2 separate regions of the Sus scrofa genome follow, and region 2 is linked to region 1. The links are chromatin contacts, called in public Hi-C maps. All regions are on one chromosome and are shown on one strand. The core of a region is the stretch at or near the end of the contact, and the rest is flanking DNA. Distances in the headings are between cores, read along the strand shown.

What was found. A called contact is a pair of places that touch in the nucleus more often than the background predicts.
Region 2: a Hi-C map of liver shows a contact between it and region 1, with 7 times the contacts expected there. The contact joins two enhancer-like sites. A contact is called at or near these places in 6 of 47 Hi-C or Micro-C datasets (embryonic fibroblasts, liver and skeletal muscle).

The regions. Positions count from the first base shown.
Region 1 is chr8:45,368,216-45,374,538 of Sscrofa11.1, reverse strand. No RefSeq gene overlaps it. Among named protein-coding and RNA genes, the nearest start is that of PDGFC, 440 kb to the left of the region's middle. Within about 2 kb of position 1,963, at least 2 of the 83 cell types and tissues checked have an H3K27ac peak or open chromatin away from gene starts, as enhancers often do. A contact at or near this core is called in liver, where this site is marked.
Region 2 is chr8:45,781,419-45,787,433 of Sscrofa11.1, reverse strand. The region is part of intron 1 of PDGFC (platelet-derived growth factor C); the gene reads left to right. Among named protein-coding and RNA genes, the nearest start is that of PDGFC, 24 kb to the left of the region's middle. Within about 2 kb of position 4,148, at least 27 of the 83 cell types and tissues checked have an H3K27ac peak or open chromatin away from gene starts, as enhancers often do. A contact at or near this core is called in liver, where this site is marked.

The sequences.
Region 1 (6,323 bases), core at 714-3,213:
GATGCCCATCCAATCAGGGTTTAAACACACCAGGAGAAAAGACAGGGAGATAGGACTTGACTATCTATATATCTATATCTGTATCTATACACACATAACTATTTAAGGTATAAGATTGCTGGATTACTTTGCTGCACTGCAGAAACTGACAGAATATTGTAAATCAACTATAACAGAAAAAAAATTATTAAAAAAAGATATAAGATTGCATTTCAGGATCTTATTTCTAAGCTAAAAATATAGTATCAGGTTTCCAAGAGTATCCCCAGTTGTGGATTCAGAGATACATAGCTGTTTAAAAGAAGAGGAGTCATTTTGATATAAAGATGAGTATAAAATCAGAGCCCATTAGTTTAGAATTGTGCTTTTAGGGATTTCTAACTTTTCACATAAGTGTGGTTTATTTTCAGATTAGAGCATTTAAAACGTCTTAAGGGCTATACTCTCACCTTTTTACTCAAGAATTCCCCTTTGGAGATCAAAGAAAAAATCATGCATTTCCTGCCTTTGATGAAAAACATACTATTGCTTTGTCATCACGGAGACAAGGAACATTAGATCAAAATAATTGGGAGCAAATCTCTCTGGACAACTGCCATGTCAAACCTGATGTTGCCTGGCTTTGATGAGAGAGAGAGAGAGAGAGGAAAAGTAAATACTTCTGTGAACTCTTACCCTGATTATTCATAGTGGCTAAAATTTCTATCTATTTAGAGCTGTCTTTTAAATAAACAATGATTGCAGATTTTGAAGCAAAAATTTACAAAATTAATGTATAAATTATGTATTTTGTAGATATAGAGTGAAAATATTGCAAATCCTCAAAAGAAATTATACATACAATTTTCCCCCCAAACGGAAACAAGATCTTATATGGTCATGCTATAGGAATTTCTAAGGTGTGTTATCTTTATCAAATTAGAAATTAAATCAATAAGTCTATTCTTTTGGATAGCCTATTGTCCAATACTAAAAAGTAAAAGTACACTGTAATGGTAAGGTTGTTATACAGTAGTGTAGCAAGTGAATTCCTGGCTTCAAACACATTTTTTTTTTTTTTTTTGGCTTCTGTAACAAAGCTGGGAAAAAAAAAGTTAAAAAAAAAAGCGATCCAGGTGATTGTGCTAGTTTGTTAGTAACCCTTCTGTTTAATTTAATTTTCTTCAAAGTAAATTTTTTTTTGTAGCTTGGAGCTTCAGAGATCAGAAAGAAAGTGCTGGAATACAGGGTTGGAGGTAGAACAAGGAAGTTTATCTTAAACTTTTTTTTTCCAATTTGAAGGCAGACCACTTTAAAATTTTCTACATGGAGGGAAATCATTTTGTACTTTGTTATTTTTTTCACATTTTTCTGGTATTTCAAAATTAAAAAAACCCCACCAATTCTGTATTTAAATGTAAAAATCTTAAACCGAGAATAAAAGCCATCAGTGCAAAGATGTGCAGAGTGAGGTGCAAGGAATTAGCAGGGTTAGTACGATGAAGTGGAATAATGAGAGTAAGCTGGTAATTACAGGCTGCTGAGGGGGAAAGGGAGCCAAGAGCAGGGTGGTAATCAGTAGTGACCTCTGCAGACACTCTGTGCAGCTGGGATGAGAAGGGTTACATCAGAGCTGAGGGTCAGAGTCACTGGCCCTAAGAAAGTGTTCAGTGAAAGAAGGTTTGGAACCTGGCAACTCTGTAAATTACAGGTGCAGAAGCAAAATACTTTGTGAAAACCAAACTTCAGTTAAATATTGTGCAACAACTATTGACATTAATCACAAAGTTCTGGAGGCAAAATACATTCCTTAAGATTTATTTTCTAATTTATTTATTTAACTCCTATTTATCAAGAGTTAAATCAAGCATCACTCATATTTACCTGTTGTTTTAGAGAATATTAAGCATAAATAGAGTGCCACTCTCACCTATTTGTCCTTGTGAAGCCTAACAGGTCAGCAGGGCATGTTGACCCAGAGGATTCCATTCATCTGGAATGACTTGCTCAGTTGGCAGGACTGGAGCTCTGAGGCAAAAGGGCCATGAGTGCAGATCCAAACTTGTTAAATGTTGGCATGTCTGAAAAGGAATTTGTGATATATTTATAGAAGTCAACAAAAGAGGCTTGAAATACTTGTGGTATAAGGAAGATTGTCAATTTTGTTTATTTGTTCCAATGTTTACTGAGTGCATTTAGGTGACAGAAAGTGCTCAGGACACTGAGGGCACGGTGGTGACAGCAGTGACAAAACCTTTTGCCCTCAGGAAGCCCCCCTTCCACATCATAAATAATGGGTTGAAACTGAATTCTGAACTCCAGAGAAGAGGGAGGTTAGGCAGAACTTGAGCCAGGTAAGGTTTGGGAAGAGGAGAAATAAACCCCAGTGGAATTTTGTACTAATTTCATATGATTATGAAATACTAGAATTAACATCATTTTAAAAACTCTTTAGAACTAATGACATCAAATGAAGCAGTAATACTAAATGGTAATGTCTTATAAAGAAACATATTCCAAGCATTAAGTAAAAAGATACACTTATTCAAAATTAAGTTTATATTATCATTTAAATGCAAATTAGCAAATGATATGAATTTGGCTCACTCAAAAGTTAACATTATGCAAAATGTAGATAATTTGTTGTTTTATTAAAATGTACCTTTTAAAAAAAGTGTATCAACCGTATCATAGTTGAGTTTTGTGTACATTTCTCTGGTTTAGAAAAATACTTTAAAAAGTGCTTTTGGACCTGATAGTGGTCAGAGGAATAAAGAGAATATAGTTATAAAGCAAGTCCTAATAGTTAATTTTGACTACTTGTGCTTCAAATAATTTTCTCTCTCTTTTTTGGAAAATTTTTAAAAAGTGTTTTGTGAATAACCATATCTCCTTGCTGTCTGTTTATTAAATAGATTTTGTTCTAATGAAAGCATTATGAGTTTTCTTCATCTTTTATGTAACCACGCATAAAAAGATTTTCATGTACAATACCTGTATTGATTTCAGGAAATATTTGTATTCCTCTCATTGAACATCCTTGAAAAAAATAAGAACTATTATTTTAATAATAAACACTTTATCAACTATCATTTTCTTCTTTTTAAAATTTAGTGATAGAAAAATTCTTTCTTTTTTTTTTTTTTAATTTTCCCACTGTACAGCAAGGGGATCAAGTTATCCTTACATGTATACATTGCAATTACATTTTTTTTCCCCACCCTTTGTTCTGTTGCAACATGAGTATCTAGACAAAGTTCTCAATGCTACTCAGCAGGATCTCCTTGTAAATCTGTTCTAAGTTGTGTCTGATAAACCCAAGCTCCCGATCCCTCCCACTCCCTCCCCCTCCCATCAGGCAACCACAAGTCTTTTCTCCAAGTCATGATTTTCTTTTCTGAGGAGATGTTCATTTGTGCTGGATATTAGATTCCAGTTATAAGTGATATCATATGGTATTTGTCTTTGTCTTTCTAGCTCATTTCACTCAGTATGAGATTCTCTAGTTCCATCCATGTTGCTACAAATGGCATTATGTCACTCTTTTTTATGGCTGAGTAGTATTCCATTGTGTATATATACACTACATCTTCCGAATCCAATCATCTGTCGATGGACATTTGGATTGTTTCCATGTCCTGGCTATTGTGAATACTGCTGCAATGAACAGGCGGGTGCATGTGTCTCTTTTGAGTAGAGTTTGTCCGGATAGATGCCCAAGAGTGGGATTGCAGGGTCATATGGAAGTTCTATGTATAGATTTTTAAGGTATCTCCAAACTGTTCTCCATAGTGGCTGTACCAGTTTACATTCCCACCAGCAGTGCAGGAGGGTTCCCTTTTCTCCACAGCCCCTCCAGCACTTGTTATTTGTGGATTTATGAATGATGGCCATTCTGACTGGTGTGAGGTGGTATCTCATGGTAGTTTTGATTTGCATTTCTCTAATAATCAGTGATGCTGAACATTGTTTCAAGTGCTTGTTGGCCATCTATATATCTTCTTTGGAGAAATGTCTATTCAGGTCTTTTGCCCATTTTTCCATTGATTGATTGGCCTTTTTGCTGTTGGGTTGTATAAGTTGTTTATTTATTCTAGGGATTAAGCCCTTGTTGGTTGCATCATTTGAAACTGTTTTCTCCCATTCTGTAAGTTGTCTTTTTGTTTTCTTTTGGGTTTCCTTTGCTGTGCAAAAGCTTTTCAGTTTGATTAGGTCCCATGGGTTTATTTTAGCTCTAATTTCTGTTGCTTTGGGAGACTGACCTGAGAAAATATTCATGATGTTGATATCAGAGTGTTTTGCCTATGTTTTCTTCTAGGAGTTTGATGGTATCCTGTCATATATTTAAGTCTTTCAGCCATTTGGAGTTTATTTTTGTGCATGGTGTGAGGGTGTGTTCTAGTTTCATTGCTTTGCATGCAGCTGTCCAGGTTTCCCAGCAATGCTTGCTGAATAGACTTTCTTTTTCCCATTTTATGTTTTTGCCTCCCTTGTCAAAGATTAATTGACCATGGTGTCTGGGTTTCCTTCTGGGTTCTCTATTCTGTTCCATTGGTCTGTCTGTCTGTTTTGGTACCAGAACCACACTGTCTTGATGACTGTGGCTTTGTAATATTGCCTGGAGTCTGGGAAAGTTAGGCCTCCTGTTGGTTTTTGTTCTCAGGATTGCTTTGGCGATTCTGGGTCTTTTGTGGTTCCATATAAATGTTTGGATTGTTTGTTCTAGTTCTGTGAAAAATGTCATGGGTAATTTGATAGGGATTGCATTGACTCTGTAGATTGCTTTGGGTAGTATGGCCATTTTCACAATATTGATTTTTCCAATCCAGGAACATGGAATATCTTTCCATTTCTTTACATCTTCTTTGATTTCTTTGATTAAAGTTTTATAGTTCTCGGCATATAGGTCCTTTACCTCCTTGGTCAGGTGTATTCCAAGGTATTTGATTTTGTGAGGTGCAATTTTAAAGGGTATCGTATTTTTGTATTTGTTTTCTAATATTTCATTGCTGGTATACAGAAATGCAACTGACTTCTGAATGTTAATCTTATATCCTGCTACTTTGCTGAATTTGTTAATCAGTTCAAGTAGTTTTGGGGTTGAGTCCTTAGGGTTTTCTAGGTATAGTATCATGTCATCTGCATACAGTGACAGGAAAAATACTTTCTAAATTAGTTTGCTTTTAATTATTTCCAAATGTCTCAAGAGTAAAATGGATCATATATTTTATAAGTTTTCTGTATTTAAATGTAATATAGAAAATGAGAGTACCCAAAAGTATTAATGCCATTCCTATTAGGCTTGCTGAGATTTTGGAATTTGGTGCTATAGGAAATAAAAGAGAACTGAAAAATATAGCTAGTGAAATAAAAAAAAAACAAACCTTTTATAGAGTGCTTGAAGACAAGTAATCCTGCCATAACATGTGAGAGGAATTGGAGAGAAGAAAAAAAGGCCAGTCAGAAAACAAATCTGGCTATGACAATGGGTAATCCATGAAATGCATGCATATATATATGCATATATATATATATATGTATATATACACACACACACACACACATATGCTTCAAAGATAGCTTGGTTGCTGTGGGTTATATTTAAGGTATTAGACACTGTTGAGAATTCCTGTGGCAAGTGTAAGTGTTCAACAAGTCTCTGATCTTTAATTATTTTTAAAACATTTTAATCTAAAGAAACTCTCATGTCAAAGGTTACTTTTTGTGTATATATATATTTTTTGGGCCGGACCCACAGCATATGGAAGTTCCCAGTCTAGGGGTTGAATCAGAGCTGCAGCCTCCAGCCTATATCACAGCCACAGGAACACGGGATCTGAGCCGTGTCTGCAACCAACATCACAGCTCAGCTCATGTCAACGCCAAATCCTCAACCCACTGAGTGAGGCCAGGGATTGAACCTGCTTCTTTATGGATAATAATGGGATTCATTTCCACTGTGCCACAATGGGAACTCCACTTTTTATATATTTTTTATCATTATGTTCTTGGATTCAGTCTTTTAATTAGTTGTCTGATAATAATAATTATAAATGTGCACAAGGATGGTATGTATGTAATATATTAGTCCAGGTGGTCGATATTTTCCATGCCTGCGGTGCTCTGTAATTCACAAGGTGCTTTCATTGATCAGCATTTTCTCTTCCCACATATACCCAGGTACTATACCACAACTCTGAGTGTATAAGATAGAATAAGCAGGTTGAGGCCGGCCCATCAAGAGATGCAGATCTGGGGAGGGGGAGGGAGTGGGGTGGACTAGGAATTTGGGGTTAATATATGCAAACTATTGCCTTTGGAATAGTTAAGCAATGAGTAAGCAA
Region 2 (6,015 bases), core at 2,899-5,398, 410 kb before region 1:
GATAATACAGAAACTTCAGTGGTACAGTTGGAAAGAGGTTTTGTAGAAAAGGGAAGATCACATTTGCTCCTGGATGTGACATTAGAGTGTGAATGCATTCTTAATGATCCTTGTGAAATACCTAGATTTGGCCAGATTCCTTCTGATTTTGTCTTGAGGGAGACTCCACAGACTAGAAAAAACTCTGGACAGGAACCAGATTACTCCATGTCTTTAATAGGTTGGCTCTTTGCCCCTTGAGGGGATGGTCTTCTAAGTCAGTGTCAAGTGAGTTTTTCACAACCTTTGGTAACTGGCAAGTGATCCTTTTTTTCTACAAAGGGGAGGCTTTCTCATTTGTAGGATAAAAGAAGTTTTTAAAGAGTAACTCCCCTGTGAGCAAATGAAGCTTGACTGTGTAAATCCTTCTTTTATGATGGAATTTAATCCAAAATATTTAAGAAATTATTTATTTATGTATATTTTTTTGAGTTTAGTAATTTAAACATTGTACTTAGGCTCTTTTTTGGTAGTCCAAACATTGGTTTCCCTTGGTGTTTCCTTAAAAGGCAAAATTTGGTATGTTTTCATTGTAAAAAAATTGTCTTAAAAATAGACAAAACAGAAAACAAACTTTCCTTTACCATTTTTTTTAGACAAATTAGTCAATTGTTTTTATGCTCAAGAATTTGTAAATGACCACAGATTTTTTACTTATCTTTTAAAGTCTTATTTTCGTACTGAAAACAAAACAAAACAAAACAAAAACCCCAAAACCCCAAACTACCTGTTTAAATTTCTCTGGGTGTTTACATCCTGTATAGGTTCATCAAAAAATACTAAGGAAATGTCCTTGGTTGTATGTTAGAAGGTTGAGGAAGACTTCAAAAAAGACACTGGCTTTTGCAGTCTGTTAGTAGATCAATGTATGGAATGTTTGGTGTTAGTTATCACATTTATCAGGCAGTGTCTTAGGCAGTAGGTAGAATTGGCCTCTGCTATTTACATTCTTGTCTCGCTGCCAGAATTGATTTTCCCATTTTGTATGCAACTTAGGCCTTTGTACTGGAAGAGATGCCAGCTTAAAGAATGATTCATATCTTAAAACAAACTTAATAGATTAAGTTCCAGGGCTGGCAGTGATTTTAGTGGATAACAAAAACATCCTTTTTTTTTTTTTTTTTTTTTTTTTTTTTTTTTTTTTTGGTGTGTACATTTTCAATGTAGAATTAAAGAATTGAAGGATGAAAGAATTGAAGATTTCTATTTGGTTTTCTATATGGGAATCAGTATTGACGTCTACTGCAGTGATAGTTGACAATAAATAATGTTTTATATTTCCTAAGAAACTTGATTGGATCTTCATGTATATCTATGGAGTAAACTAACTTATCATTTAGGCTAACGCCATCATTATTTTGTGACTTGAAATTTGCTGCTTTTGTTTCATGAATCCTTTTCAATTTCATGGAAAATACCTTGGGTAAGTGGAAAGAGGATGTTGGTAAAATCAGATATTTAGGAAACTCTTTAGAAAAAGGTTTTGCTCATTTGAAATACCCAGTATTTTCAAGTCCAGAAGATTCACCCTTTTGCCTAAATATATTGTCTTGTGTTGTAATCAGGATGTGTTTCATTTTATTGTATGTATAAAAGAAGTTATGCCACAAATAGGATAATGTGACCAGTGGCTGTCATTTTACTATTTTAGGGGAAGGAAGTCTGAAGCAGAAGAATATTTTTAGGGGAAGGATTTGGTTTCTTTTCTACTAATTTAGACATTTCACTGTCAGTTTCTTTGCCTCTCAAATGTATGCCTAAAATGGCCCAGAGATTTTAAATGTGGAACATTTTAGGGCCCGGAGTACATTGTGGTTTAGGCATGACTAACTTTGACCCCCTGTGCAATGAGTCTGAAGTAGAAAGCAAGGGCTTTAATCTTTCCAGGATGGAGTGTGGGTCTTCAGACTCAGATTTTGGCTACATTGAGAAAGACCTTTCTCTGGCAAGATTAGTATCACAAAACTAAGGCTGGGTGTGGAACAGAGGCAGTAGTTGCCTTCTTTTCAGTGTCGTGTGCCATCTGAGTTGTATTTGATGAATGAGTATATAACCTTGTACATGAAACCACTCATGAGCTCTGGTTCACCTATGCCCTGTGAGGCAGTGTCATAGGAGAAAACTGCCCTTTCAACAGATCACTCAGCAAGAAACCAAACTGTTGAGAACCTCACAACTCACTGATCAAAACTTACATGGTTAATAGTGATTTCAAAATTAAAAAAAAAACAAACAAAAAACCAACTGGGAATTCCTGTTGTTGTTTAGCTAGTTAAGAACCTGACTAGTATCCATGAGGATGTGGGTTTGATCCTTGGCCTCGCTTAGTGGGTTAAGGATCCAGCATTGCTGCAGGCCCTGGTGTAGGTCCTTGCAGATGTGGCTCAGATCTGGAGTTGCTATGGCTGTGGTGTAGGCCGGCAGCTCCAATTGAACTCCTAGCCGGGGAACTTCCATATGCTGCAGATACAGTCCTAAAAAAACAAAAAAAGTAATAATAAAAAATCTGATGCTGGTATATTCACAAATATACATAGAAATAAAGAGGTATTTATATTATGCCTTCTGCTTATACTGTTGCCTACATTGATTATGGTAGACACTCAGAAATTGAGAGTGATTTAGTGAATTTTAAAAACTATAAAAACATGAACTGCTGATTTTGTTATAAAGACATATCAATTTGCATTTTTATTTGGACATTTTTGCCAATTTTTATCAGTTTATAAATTTTGTATTTCATTAATTTATAGTCATTTAGCACTTCAACAATTATAAACATTTTAGAGATCTATGTATCTGTGAGTTTTAGTATGATTTTTCCAACACAACACAGCTTTTCAAATTATCTTTTTTTTTTTTTGTCTTTTTAGGGCTGCATATGTGTCATATGGAAGTTCCCAGGGTAGGGGTTGAATCAGAGCTGCAGCTGCCGGCCTACACCACAGCCACAGCAACTCCAGATCTGAACTATGTCTTTGACCTGCACCTCACAGCAACTCACAGCAACTCCAGATCCTTAACCCACTGAGCGAGGCTAGGGATCAAACCCACGTCCTCATAGATACTAGTTTGGTTTGTTACCACTGAGCCACAAGGGGAACTCCAAAATTACCTACTGAACTATAAAAGTGGGTGGACTTTTTTTGTATACTCCTCGGTTCAGTTTTAGTGTAAATTAAACTGCCATTGAGACACATTAAGAGGAGAAAGGCATACAAACTTTGTTAATGTTTTTAATTTTATGTGCATAGAGGCTTCATAGGACTGGAAAACCCAAATAAATAGTTAGATGGGGGAGGGGGTTGCATGCCATTTTAACAGAGGGCTATAAATTGTATGAAAGTGACTAGGAAATATATGGGGGAAATTGATGGAAGATACAGGTTATTTTCATTTTAGTAAGATCTGTTTATGCATGCTCAGCTCTGTGCTGGCTCTCTATCCCCAGGCATAAAGGTAGCTTTTCTCGTCCAGGTGCTAGGATGGGGGCAAAATTTATGCCACCTTCGCAATAGGAAATCTCTGCTCTGCTTTGAGGCAGATAAAGGAAGGGCAGACAACTTTTCTTGCGTATATTGATTCTTACTTGCCTTCTGCTCAAAATAATGCTTGCACCAAGGTGGTGTATTTGGGGGTGGCATATTTTGGACAAATGTTGGTGACAACATTTGACTTTTGCTCATGATATACATAGCCTAGGAAAAGGGTCCTAAGTGAGCTGCTGGTGGCTGGTGATGCTGGTGCTTTTGTACCTCTGGGTAAAGCTACTATTACTTTCTGGTTCATTCCTTACTTTTCTTATAAAACTAAATGTTAGAAATGACATGACATCCAGTTCTTACTAGCTTTTGCCAGGATTGGTTCTAGAGGATCTCCAAGATTTCCTCTAAGATTGTAGTCAGGAGGGTGGGTAAAGGAGAAGCAATTCTTTTCGCACTCTGTGATTTTTGTAGAAAATCAGAGGTCCTTCTAGTAATGCACAGCTAGGAAATGTGAAGTGTTATGACTCATTGTATTTAGCCTTGGGGCAGTATAGAAAGCTTCTTGGCTGGGAAGGAATTCCTTTCAGTTCCCTCGTCCTTCTCCTCCCTGGGCTGTGAGCTCTCCTCCTCCCTCTGAATAGGTAGTTCTCTCTTTGCTCAGACATTCTTCTGGGCTTAGCTGCTGTGTAACCTTCTAACCCCTCATTAATAATTTCCTGAGGCTGGTTTGTTATAAAGAAACATTGCAGCACAGACAGTGAGAGAAAGTGTGTGTGTGTGTGTGTGTGTGTGTGTGTGTGTGTGTGCGCGTGCACCCATGATGTCTCCTTAATGACCAGCTCAAATGGTATTAATGCTGTGCAGGAAAAAACAAGTACGCATTAGATACTTTTTCTTTACTTTGCATTTTCAGCAAGTAGATCACAGCCTTAGGCAGAAGGTGACGAATGCTTTTTAATGTCTCTCTGTGATTCAAATGAAATGCCTCACTTTCCAGATCGTACACATATTTCAATGGCTTGAGTATTTAAAGGAGCAATCATCACAATCACAAATATGTCAAAGACTTTTTTTTTTTTTGCGTTTTTTGGGCTGCACTTGTGGAATATGGAGGTTCCCAGGCTAGGGGTTGAATTGGAGCTGCAGCTGCTGGCCTAAACCACAGCCACAGCAATGCGGGATCTGAGCGGTGTCTGTGACCTACACCACAGCTCATGGCAACGCCAGATCCTTAACCCACTGAGCGATGCCAGGGATGGAACCCGAATTCTCACGGATACTAGTCAGGTTGGTTGCCACTGAGCCACAATGAAAACTCCTGTCAAAGACTCTTTAATATCAGGAAACCGGAGAATACATTTCTCTCTGTCTCTCTCTCTCTCTCTCTCTCTTTTTTTTTTTTTTTTTGAGGCAAGAAATAGATCTATTAAGATAGGACTCTTGTGAGGGATGTAAGCAGGCAGGCAAGGAGGCTGTGCCCATTTGTCTCTTTTTTGGTTCTTCACAAAAATAAGTTTTTTCTAGTCTTTTGAGGAGATCACCCAGGAGCTGGGCATCTGGGCTTGCATTTCTACACTGTCACCCATTCTCACCTTCCTCTGATTCCAGCTACACACACTACACACGCACTCAGTGAACTTGACCCTGGTTGGGCTGTGGGGCAGTGGCCAGCAGAGCAGTCAACCTCCCAGAAGAAGTGCTGGGAATTATCCAAAGCTGCTGTTACTCAAGGGGTAGAGTGAGGTGATCAAAATACTGTCTCCCCACGGGAAAATGCTCACATGTCATGTTAGGTGAAAAGACAAGTTGGGATTATAAATACTTTTACGTGTGCCTGTGGATCCAGAAAGTAGAAGAAAACATGCTCGGGTGTTCTTAGTGTTTTATCTACAAGGGCTCTAGCAAACCAGTGAGGGTGCTGGTCTTTTCCCTTCTGCAATACATTTAATATTTTAAAAAAATCTCTGTAGTAAGCTCACATTACTATCATAGGAGAAACAATGCTGTACTAATTTTGGAAACCAAATTTAAATGAGGGGGGAGCCAGTACAAACAATACAACATTTTGTAAAGGAACACACGTAAGCTGCAAGCCTTGCTTTTAGGAGCGAGGAGGTGGCATTTCTCAAGGTGGCCCTTCAGGGTTGAGAGCCCTTGGTTTATCCTGGAGGCTGGATGTGGCTACAGTCAAGGGCAGTGGGGGCCTCTGTGGCAGTCGGCAAGGGCGAGCCATCCACCACAATGATCTGTGTTGTTTTTGGCAGTTTACAAGGAATGTTTTCACAAGACCTAAGAGTTTTGTCTGGGAGGAGAGAAGTGAGCTGCCAGCATTTGGCACCATATGGGTTTTTTTTTCTTTCTCTCTCTTTTCTTTTTTTTAAGCTTAACATGTAGGCTGTACATCCTGCTCTTAAGCCTTAAAGATCAAGAAGATATTGTGGGATTTTAAAAATTTTTTTGTACACTTGTTAGAAACATCTGGAACATGCCA